Regions from separate parts of the Sus scrofa genome. Here all the other regions are linked to region 1. The links are chromatin contacts, called in public Hi-C maps. All regions are on one chromosome and are shown on one strand. Each heading gives the region's core, a stretch centred on a gene start, on an enhancer-like site or on the middle of the called end of the contact. The rest is flanking DNA. Distances are from core to core; before and after follow the strand shown. Region 1 holds the start of NAA38 (N-alpha-acetyltransferase 38, NatC auxiliary subunit). Region 2 holds the start of TMEM102 (transmembrane protein 102). Region 3 holds the start of POLR2A (DNA-directed RNA polymerase II subunit RPB1).

What was found. Hi-C and Micro-C count contacts between places; a contact is called where the count stands out from the background.
Region 2: a contact with region 1 is called in a Hi-C map of liver, with 4 times the contacts expected there. The contact joins the promoter of TMEM102 here to the promoter of NAA38 in region 1. A contact is called at or near these places in 1 of 5 promoter capture datasets (liver) and 2 of 47 Hi-C or Micro-C datasets (liver and skeletal muscle).
Region 3: a contact with region 1 is called in a Hi-C map of liver, with 4 times the contacts expected there. The contact joins the promoter of POLR2A here to the promoter of NAA38 in region 1. A contact is called at or near these places in 3 of 47 Hi-C or Micro-C datasets (liver and skeletal muscle).

What each region holds. Positions count from the first base shown.
Region 1 is chr12:53,110,990-53,114,258 of Sscrofa11.1, forward strand. NAA38 (N-alpha-acetyltransferase 38, NatC auxiliary subunit) reads right to left here and starts at 1,498. Exons shown (of 4, transcript XM_013990020.1): 1 at 1,459-1,498; 2 at 954-1,290; 3 at 580-763; 4 at 260-419. The coding sequence starts at 1,034. The coding sequence ends at 307.
Region 2 is chr12:52,737,163-52,740,431 of Sscrofa11.1, forward strand. It overlaps TMEM102 (transmembrane protein 102), which reads left to right and starts at 1,780. Exons shown (of 9, transcript XM_021067827.1): 1 at 1,780-2,739; 2 at 2,826-3,004; 3 at 3,007-3,269. The coding sequence starts at 2,526.
Region 3 is chr12:52,778,215-52,781,483 of Sscrofa11.1, forward strand. POLR2A (DNA-directed RNA polymerase II subunit RPB1) reads left to right here and starts at 1,619. Exons shown (of 31, transcript XM_021067825.1): 1 at 1,619-2,108. The coding sequence starts at 2,016. SLC35G6 (solute carrier family 35 member G6) reads left to right here. Exons shown (of 3, transcript XM_003483096.4): 3 at 1-1,361. The coding sequence ends at 198.

The sequences.
Region 1 (3,269 bases), core at 248-2,747:
GCCTTCCGGAGCAGGATGACACCACCCCCTCCCGGACCAGCAGCGTGGGAGGGAAGATGGGGCCCACCCTGGGGCCTGTGGGTCTAAGGCTCAGCCTGTCCCCCATCCCCACCCCCGAACCATAAGGGCACCTCTGGCAGCACTAGACGTGGAAGGAGCGCTGAGAGTGCCCCCGACCTCAGATAAACCTCTTCTTCCTCTAGGGGGGAGGTGTGCAATCCTTGCCCCCCGCATCCCAACCACACACAGACACAGGCCATGTCAGTGACAGGTTTAATGAAGTTTGAAAGGCATGCGCGGTCGGGCTCAGAGATAGGGAGGCCCCGCCAGGCTCTCTCTTTGCACCTCAATAGAAACGATGTGGTGTCCAGGTACCATAGCTAGGCCCAGCACACGGGGTTCCCCGGCAGAGAAGGAATCTGGAAAGAAGGATCAGAGCATCAGGGAGGCAGGCCAGCGTCGGTCCCGCCCCTTCTGAGCTACAGCTTCTGGCCCCCGAAAATGAGGGATACAGCCAGGCCCTGAAGGGGAAATGCTCCGAGGCATTCCCAGGCGGGTATGCATTCCCCAGGCACTGACCCGACGGCTTGAGGAACTCCTGCGCCGAGCCTAGGATAACATTGCAGTCGCGGTCGGTGCAGAGGAAGCAACCGACCAGTGTCCGTCCATCTGTCATGCGAATCCGCATAGTCTTGTTGAGCAGCGCCTCCAGCTGCTGCCTAGCGCGCGCAGACGGCGAGTCTTCGCGCTCCCCGTCTGAGTCCTGCGCGGGGCGGGACATGTGCTCAGACCGCACCGCCCCGGCTGCTGCCCGCCCGAGGAACCACAGCTCCCAACAGCCCGCGGGGCGCTCGCAGGAAGCCCAGAGGCTGCCGGGAGCTGCAGTTCTCCCTCCGTCCTCCCACTTTACTCCCCGACGGCCCCTCAATCCCAGAACCCGAGCCCGCGCTAACCCCGGCGCTGGAGCTGCTTTGACGCCGGCTGCAACAGCCATTCTCCTCTCGTAGCAGCATAGTTGGTCCAGCTCCGGCCATTTGTCCGCGGGCCTCCTCCAGGCCCTTCAACTTGCTGAGAACCTTTCGGCTCCGGGGGGTCTGAGATCTCGCGAGCGCTCCCGACCTGTTTTCTTTCGCGAGATCACCTCCCCTCCTCGTCTCCTCGGCAACTGCAGAGATCTCGCGAGCGTCTCCTGCTTCGGCGAACGGCTCGCTGAGGTCTAGGTCGCCGGATGTCCTCAGATATCGCGAGAAGTTTTCACCTCTCTCGGTTCTTACATATCCTTTAGGAACCCTGGAAGGAAGCGAGAATACCTTTTTTCTTAATCGCACTCCCCACTCCCTTGTTTTTCTGCCTCGCGAGATAGTACGTCCCAAGCACTCCCTATAGCCCAGGCCACTCAAAATTAAAACGGAGGGTCTTTTCCTCCCCCCGGAACTCCGGAGGACACCACTCAATTACTTCAACGTCGGAATCGGACCACGTTTCCCGTGAGCCCCACCTCGCCCTCACAGCGTCTGATCTTGACAGACGGTGGCCGGAAAAGGACAATGGTTTCCATGTCAGCGGATAAACGCCCTCTCCTTAGTTCCCGGACGAGAGGGAGGATGCGGTAGTGAGTGCGCGCTGAAAAGCAAGAGCGCAACTGAAGGAGCCGGTGAGAGGGCGAGAGCCATGCTGCGCCGGGGCCTAGTGGCCGGGCCAGACTTTGAGTATTTCCAGCGTCGCTATTTCACGCCGGCCGAGGTGGCCCAACACAACCAGCTGGAAGACCTCTGGGTGTCTTACCTGGGAAACGTGTACGACCTGACGCCGTTGGCACAGGAGTACAAGGGTAAGGGCTGCACTTTTGGGCCGGCGTCGGGCGTGCGTTTGGGGGTGCTTGGTTCTTGGGTGTCTAGCACTGACACGAATGCCCCTTCCCAGGAGACCTGCTGCTGAAACCCATCGTGGAAGTTGCGGGCCAGGACATCAGCCACTGGTTCGACCCAGACACCGGAGACGTGAGTTCTGCTGGAACCTGGGGTTGGGGGGAGGGGCACTGTAGAGCGGGGACGAGGCGGAGGGGCTGACCGGAGCCCGAGATAGTGACTGCTCAGACCCCCCTCCGCCAAACCCTACTTTAAAGATCCGCAAGCACATAGATCCGCTGACCGGTTGCCTGAGATACCGCACCCCCTGGGGCCGCTTTCTGCACGTGCCACCTCAGCTGCCGCGTTCGGACTGGGCCAATGATTTCGGGAAGCCTTGGTGGCAGGGGTCGCGTTACGAGGTGGGGCGGCTGTCCGCCAAGACCCGGACTATCCGCATCATTAACACGCTCACGTCGCAGGAACACACGCTGGAGGTGAGAACTGGTGCCTGGGGGCAGGTGAGAAGGAACTGGGAGTCCCAGCAAACCTCCTCGCAGATCTGCAGGCCAGCAGCTCTCCGTAACTAGTGGCAGCTGTATTTTTTTTCCGCTTTTACGGGTGACCAAGGGAAGAAGACGACCATGTAGGTCCCCGGGGTTAGCAATTCGAGGAGTGGCTGAGCCACAAGGTGTGAGAGACTCCCTCAGAAGTCCAGGGTAGTTTGGGCGTCGTAGTTTGGTCCTCCCAAGTTCATGTTGAATTTTGAACAGCAGTTGCAGGTGGACTCTCTTATTAGCCTGCTCTATTGTGGAGATGAGGTGAGGGGGCAGTGACTTTAGGGCCAACTGTTTATTAGAAGTGGCTGCCCTAAAGGCTGGTAGGATTTGGGGGCCATTCATTGCATGCTGGAGCTCCATCTTTATTTCTGGGACTGTGGAATGCCTTAAGCCACTATCGGCCAAGGGAAGCACTCTGATCCCAGCTCTATCATCTTTGGGGCTCCTGGCCTTTGCTTTGCTTTGTGTGTGTGTGTGCGCGCGGCGCGCGGCGCGCGCGCGAGCTGTATGCACATGGGTGCTTTCCACTCAGGAGACTGGGGGTGGGCTGCTTTTCTGTTCTCCAGGTGGGGGCTCTGGAATCATTGTGGGAAATCCTACACCGCTATCTCCCCTATAATGCACATGCCGCCAGCTACACATGGAAATATGAAGGGAAGAACCTGAACATGGATGATACCCTGGAAGACAACGGTATCTGGGATGAGGAGGAAGAGCTTGATTCTCTCGATGTGGACAGTACACACCATACACCTGCGTTGCTCCTCTACTTCAATGATGACCTCACCGAGCTATAGGGCGGGAGATGGATGCTTATGTAGAGTCAAGACATTTTGAGTTTAGCTGTTTCTGTGCCCCTTAG
Region 2 (3,269 bases), core at 530-3,029, 370 kb before region 1:
AACTTAGGCCTAGTTCACTATAGAAGCAGATCTCTGGGAATTCCTGTCATGGCTCAACGGAAACAAATCTGATTAATATCCATAAGGCGGCAGATTTGATCCCTGGCCTTGCTCATTGGGTTAAGGATCTGGTGTTGGCGTGCTCTGGTGTAGGTTGCAGACATGGCTCAGATTTGGCATTGCTGTGGCTGTGGTGAAGGCCAGAAGCCACAGCTCCTATTCAACCCCTAGCCTGGAAACTCCATATGCTGCGGGTGTGGCCCTAAAAAGACAAAAAAATTTTTTTTAAAGAAATAGGTCTCTGGGAAAAAGGAAGATAAGAATTCCTGGTCTAGGGGTTCCCGTCGTGCCGCAACAGAAACAAATCCGACTGGGAACCATGAGGTTGTGGGTTCGATCCTTGGTCTTGCTCTGTGGGTTAAGGATCCGGCGTGGCTGTGAGCTGTGGTGTAGTCAAAGATGTGGCTCGGATCTGACATTGCTGTGGCTGTGGTGTAGGCCAGCAGCTACAGCTCTAATTAGACCCTAGCCTGGGAACCTCTGTATGCCACAGGCGTGGCCCTAAAAAGACAAAAAAAAAAAAAAAAAAAAAGAATTCCTGGCATAGCATGAATTGGTCTGATCTGTGAGCCTACCTCTGGTTTCCTATCTTTCTGTCCTATTTTTCTGGCTCCTAGTTTTATCCTGGACTTAAACTGTGCTCATGATAGCACTGGTCACTGAAAGCAATTTCCTTCCCCTGATAATTTTCCATTGTCCTGCTCTAGCCCAGCTGGGAGGTTCCTCTGGACTTGATCTTCAGTCCTGGTAACTCTTCCGTGTATACAGATGAGCTGCAAGATTCCAAAGTGTTTTCCCTGCCACCATTCATGTGTGTCGGAGGCGGGCATCGCTCATATATGTCCCTTCCCTGAGTTGGATGTCCATCCCTGGGTCGCTACCTGTATGGTCTTAACTAACACTTCTATCATCAATTCCAAGTGCTATGTCCCCATGCAGCTGGAGAGTCCCCTTCCAACACCTCTCTGGCTCGGCTCTGACCTTGGACAAGTCATGTGCAAGGCTTTCAAGGCTATTGTCTCATCTCTAAAACGAAATGCGAGGAGTTCCCCTCGTGGCTCAGTGGTTAACGAATTCGACTAGGAACCATGAGGTTGCGGGTTCGATCCCTGGCCTTGTTCAGTGGGTTAAGGCTCCGGCGTTGCCATGAGCTGTGGTATAGGTCGCAGACATGGCTCAGATCCTGCGCTGCTGTGGCTCTGGTGTAGGCCGGCGGCTACAGCTCCGATTTGACCCCTAGTCTGGGAACCTCCATGTGCTGCGGGAGCAGCCCTAGAAAAGCAGAAAGAGAAAAATAAAATAAAATAAAATGAAGTGAGAACTGAATGGAAGAACCCTTCTAGATTTAGGTGACCAGGACTCCTCTACTGACACGTGAGACTTAAAGGCCCTTGTTTCTCCCCAGGCCCTAGGGTACGTCCCCCACAGTTTTTATTTTATTTTATTTTTTGGCATTTTAGGGCCACACCTGTGGCATATGGAGGTTCCCAGGCTAAGGGTCGAATCAGAGCTGTAGCCGTCGGCCTACACCACAGCCACAACAACGCGAGATCTGAGCCGCATCTGCCACCTACACCACAGGCTCACAGCAACGCCGAATCCTTAACCCACTGAGCGATGCCAGGGATCGAACCTACATACTCATGGATCCTAGTTGGTATCGTTAACTGCCGAGCCACGAAGGGAACTCTTGTCCCCATTATTGTTTGCTATTCAGATCCATCCTATTACACCTCCGCTCTAACTCCACGAGTTTGAGTGGGGTTGACCTGGGCTTGGAAAGACACAGAACAGTTTATCGCCATAGAAACTACAACTTCCATCAGGCACTTCTTCAACGGAACAGGAAAGGATGTGGGGGCGTGGCCCCAACGCCCTGGTAGCTTGGAAGACAAACTACAACTCCCAGGATGGCCTTGAGATCTCAGTCGAGCGAAAAAAAGGAGTGAACTCGGCTGGAGGCTGGGCGGGGCCCGAACCGCCCCGACAGCCTCCAGAAAGGGGCGTGATCGTAATTTAGGGGCGTGGCCTCGTGGGCAGCAGGAAGAAGTTACCTGTTGACTCGCTCTATCCATTTTTTTTTCTCCCCCGGCCCTTGCAGCTACCCGTAAGAGGGAAGCCGCAAACCACAAGCCTCTTCCGAAAAAGAGGTAAGGGGAGGTAGACAAGGGCGGCGGAGGAGACTGGCTATTGCATTCCGCAGGAGGGCTCCAACAGCTACTTTTTACCTGCTGAGTCAGGTGAACCGGTCCATCGGGGCGGGGACCAGCATATGAGAAAAGGAAAAGGACATAGGAGGTATTTATTTGTTCGTTTTCCAGACTAAATTTAGAGCCCTTCACCTGCAGACCCCAGTGCTCGGAAAAAGAGAAAAAACGGGGGCGACTTCTCTGCAGCAGAAGGAGAGACCTGTCTGGGCTTCCCTCCGTCGGTGTACCTCCTAGCCGCCCCCCCCAAAAGACAGAATGGCTTCCGCCGTCTGGGGGAGTGCTCCTTGGTGGGGCCCACCGCCCCCAGCCCCAGCCCGGCCGCTCACGGACATAGACTTCTGCTCTGGTGCCCAGCTGCAAGAACTAACCCAGCTGATCCAGGAGCTGGGTGTGCAGGAGAGCTGGAGTGACGGGCCCAAGCCGGGACCAGACCTCCTCCAGGCTAAGGACTTTGTTTTCTCTTTGCTGGGTAAGTAACCCTAACCTTTGGCAGCTCTCAGCCCCGCCCCGCCCCAGCTTTGGTTCACGCCCTCACGATCCCTTCTCTTTCCTTAGGTCTCATTCACCGTCGGGACCCTCGCTTTCCTCCCCAGGCAGAGCTCTTGCTGCTTCGTGGCGGAATTCGCGAGGGCTCCCTGGATCTGGGGCCTACGCCTCTAGGTCCCTACGCCCGGGGACCTCACTATGACACCGGCTTCACGCTCCTGGTGCCCGTGTTTTCACTAGACGACACTGGCAGGAGCTGCAACTGGACGTGGGATCCTGTTACGCATGGGTCTGCCTCCCAGAGCAGGTACGCGGAGCCTCCATCAGGGAGGCATGGCAGGATTGCCTAGGACCCCCAGTCCCCGGAGAAGGTGATTCCATCCACCCAACCCAAAGTGAAGAAAGTCTCAAGGACCCGAAAACCTCTGTGGACCAGCCGCACGGTGACGTCACTGATCCTGAGGCACACGAGTCTTTGGAAAAATCACCTAGTAACGTTTCAGTGCCAGAGTC
Region 3 (3,269 bases), core at 369-2,868, 330 kb before region 1:
GTCACCAAGGCCCATCCCGCCCTGGTGTGCGCCGTCCTGCATTCTGAGGTGGTGGTGGCCCTGATGCTGCAGTATTACGTGCTCTATGAGACCGTGGCACCTTCGGACATCATGGGGGCAGGGGTCGTGTTGGGCAGCATTGCCATCATCACTGCCCAGAACCTCAGCTGTGAGAGGGAAGGGCAAGTGGAGGAGTGAGATCGAACCTGAGAGCCTGGGGGTGGGGGGTGGGCAGGGGTAAATATAAGGAAAGACTGGAATACAAACATGTGAAAGAACTGGTGTGGGAGAAGGACACCCCTTGGAGTCAAGGGTGACCCGGGGACTTGGTAGGAGGTAGGAAGGGACTACCTAGAAAACCTGGAACCAGCCTGGAGATCAACATATTTGGAATCTAGGCTGGGGCTTGGGATCAGGGCAGAACTAAGGGGTGACATCTGAAGAGCAGATCAAAGGGGCTGAAGCAGGTAGGCCATGAGCCACTGGGAGGATTTTTCCCTCGGCAGCAGAGAGAGAAGAGCACTGGGGCTGGAGTGACTGGGGCTTTCAGGCAGATCAAGCAGCTGTGCTGGCGGAAGGGAGTATGCCTTTTTTTTTTCCCCTCTGAGCGTTGGTTTCCCTTCCTCGTGGTTATGCTCCCCCCTCCCACCTTGGTGTGGTGACGTGATATTGACATCAAACAAGGATCACTCTGAATGTGGCTCTGCAGTTGGTGTCATCTCTGCTTTGGAAGGACAGTGGAAGTCCTACCCCCTGCTCTTATTGGAGAATCCCTTAGGATCCTCACACACCTCTACCACCATCTTATTTTTGAGATATTCTAGAAGGGGGAGGATTTCCTCATGTTCAGAGGCTTTGACCCCGAGTTCCCCAGGACTTCTGCGTCCCGCCCCATGGCTAATCTGCTTTTCCTGGATTGTCGCGGTCCCGTGATCTCTCCCGGATAGTGGCCAGCGTCCTTCCGGAGCAGGCCTCTGAGCTGAGGCCTCTGGCAGCGGCGCAGGCCGGAGATCCTAAACCAGAGCCCCGGACAGCGCTCCGTCAGAGGCCTGGAAATGTCCACTCGTCTCAGGAGGCCGCTCGACATATATCAGCTACTTCCGGACAAGCAATTGGCCTCGCCATCTTGACCTGTTCTTGCATATTCAGCGCGACTACTGCATATTCATGACCAAGGACGGCCCCCAGCACTCCCCCCTTCGGGAACCTACTTGGGAGGATCCGACCGGCCCCGCCTCCTTCATTACCGATTCTCAGAACAGACCATTTTCCAGTGAAGGGGGTGACATGAATGAGAAACTTTGGCTGAAAATGAAACCTCACTCGGAACGAGAATAAAAGCGGCCTATATTTACCCTTGATCCTTTAAACCTTAAACCTCAGTGTAGGAGGGAGGAGGGAGGGGAGGCGACGGGATAAAAACCGTTCCCTTCCCCCTTGTCATTTCAAAAGGTCACCCCAACCAGGGAGCCGGGGAGGGAGGATCAACGCCTCAAGCGCGCGCCCCGTGCACGCCGGCGCAGGCGGCCCCGTAGCGCAAAGGAGGGCGGGAAAGGAAGGGGCGGGGGAATGCCGGGGCGAATCTATAAAGGGCGTCATTCGGCCGGTTCGCTCCTCAGAAGCGCCGAGAGCGCGGCCGGGACGGTTGGAGAAGAAGGCGGCTCCCGGAAGGGGGAGAGACAAACTGCCGTAACCTCTGCCGTTCAGGAGCCTGGTTACTTATTTATTCGTTACCCTTTTTCTTCTTCCTCCCCCAAACCTTTCCCTTTCCCCTCCTCTTTTTTTTTTCTTTTCGGGAGACGAAAAACCTCCGGAAAGGCGGAGGAGAGCTCCTTTCGCCCCTTTTCGTTTCCCCGCCTACTTCCCTCCCCCACCTTTCCCTCCTCCGGCTTTTTCCTCCCAACTCGGGGAGGTCCTTCCCGGCGGCCGCCCCGACGGGGTCTGAGCACCTAGGTGGAGGCGGCGCAGGCTTTTTGTAGTGAGGTTTGCGCCTGCGCAGCGCGCCTGCCTCCGCGATGCACGGGGGTGGCCCCCCCTCCGGGGACAGCGCATGCCCGCTGCGCACCATCAAGCGAGTGCAGTTCGGCGTCCTCAGTCCGGATGAACTGGTAAGCGGCTCTACCCTCCCACTCTTTCTCCCTCCCGCGCTGCGGGCGGAGCTTGACTGCAGCTGCGGAAACTTGGCGCTGCTCGCTGGCCCAGCGTGGCTGGCGGGGCAGATGGGTTAGCGGCGCCAAGGCATTGCAGAGTCCAGCTTCCCGGCCTCCCCAGAGTTAAGTTTTCCTAGGGGTCAGCAAGCTTAGCGCTGTTCCGGGCTGGGGGCCTGGCCGCGAGAGGGGCTGGAGGGTGAGAAGGAGGAAGAGACCGACCTTAAACGAGATCACACGGATCCTAGGGGGCCTTCGCAAGTTTGGATGAGAAGCCGAGCCCCAGATTTTTTTCCCTCCCCCTTCTACATGTATTAATTGAGCACCTGCTACGTGATAGACATAACAGACGGTGGGGACGCCGAGCCGAACAAGACAAGGACCCTGCCTCCTAGAGCACATTCTTTGGGAAGGGGCAGGGGAGACAGCCAGTAAACACGAATAAATGAATGAGCAAGATCATTCTGTGAATGGCAAGTGCCTTGAGTGAAGTGAAACGGTTTAATGCGATGGAGAGCCATCGAGGGAGAGCTACTTTGGATGGGGTGGTGTCAGGGTCTGGGAAGGCCTGTCTGAGGCGGTGACATTACCCAAAATATGAGAAGCAGCCAGTCTCTGGGTCCATGGATTCTAGGACAAGAGCTCTTTAGGGAGAGGAAAGAGCAAGTGCAAAGGGCCTGAGGGAGGGATTAACTTGATGTGCCCTGTGGGCTGAAAAGCGGTCAGTTTAAGTGGGTGAGGAGAGTATTATAAAATGGGCTGGAGGAACTCCAGCGTCTAGTTTACATACTTCTGGTCAGCAGTGTTTGGAATAAGCGAATATTGGGTGTCCATGTTAAAAAGAAAGCAAAACATCTTTTTTTGGAGGAAAAAATAAAATGGGCCAGAGAAGCATGAGGTGGGACAGGCCAGGTGGGGTGTCGTCAATTGTGGTAAAGCATCTGGATCTCATTCTCTTTTTTCAGTAGGAAGCCATTGGAGAATTATAAGCAAGAGAGTGACATCGAGTTTACATTAAAGAGAAAAAAAAAAAACTTACAGGAGTTCCCGTCGTGGCTCAGTGGTAACGAACTTGGCTAGGAACCATGGGGATGTGGGTTCCATCCCTGGCCTTGCTCAGTG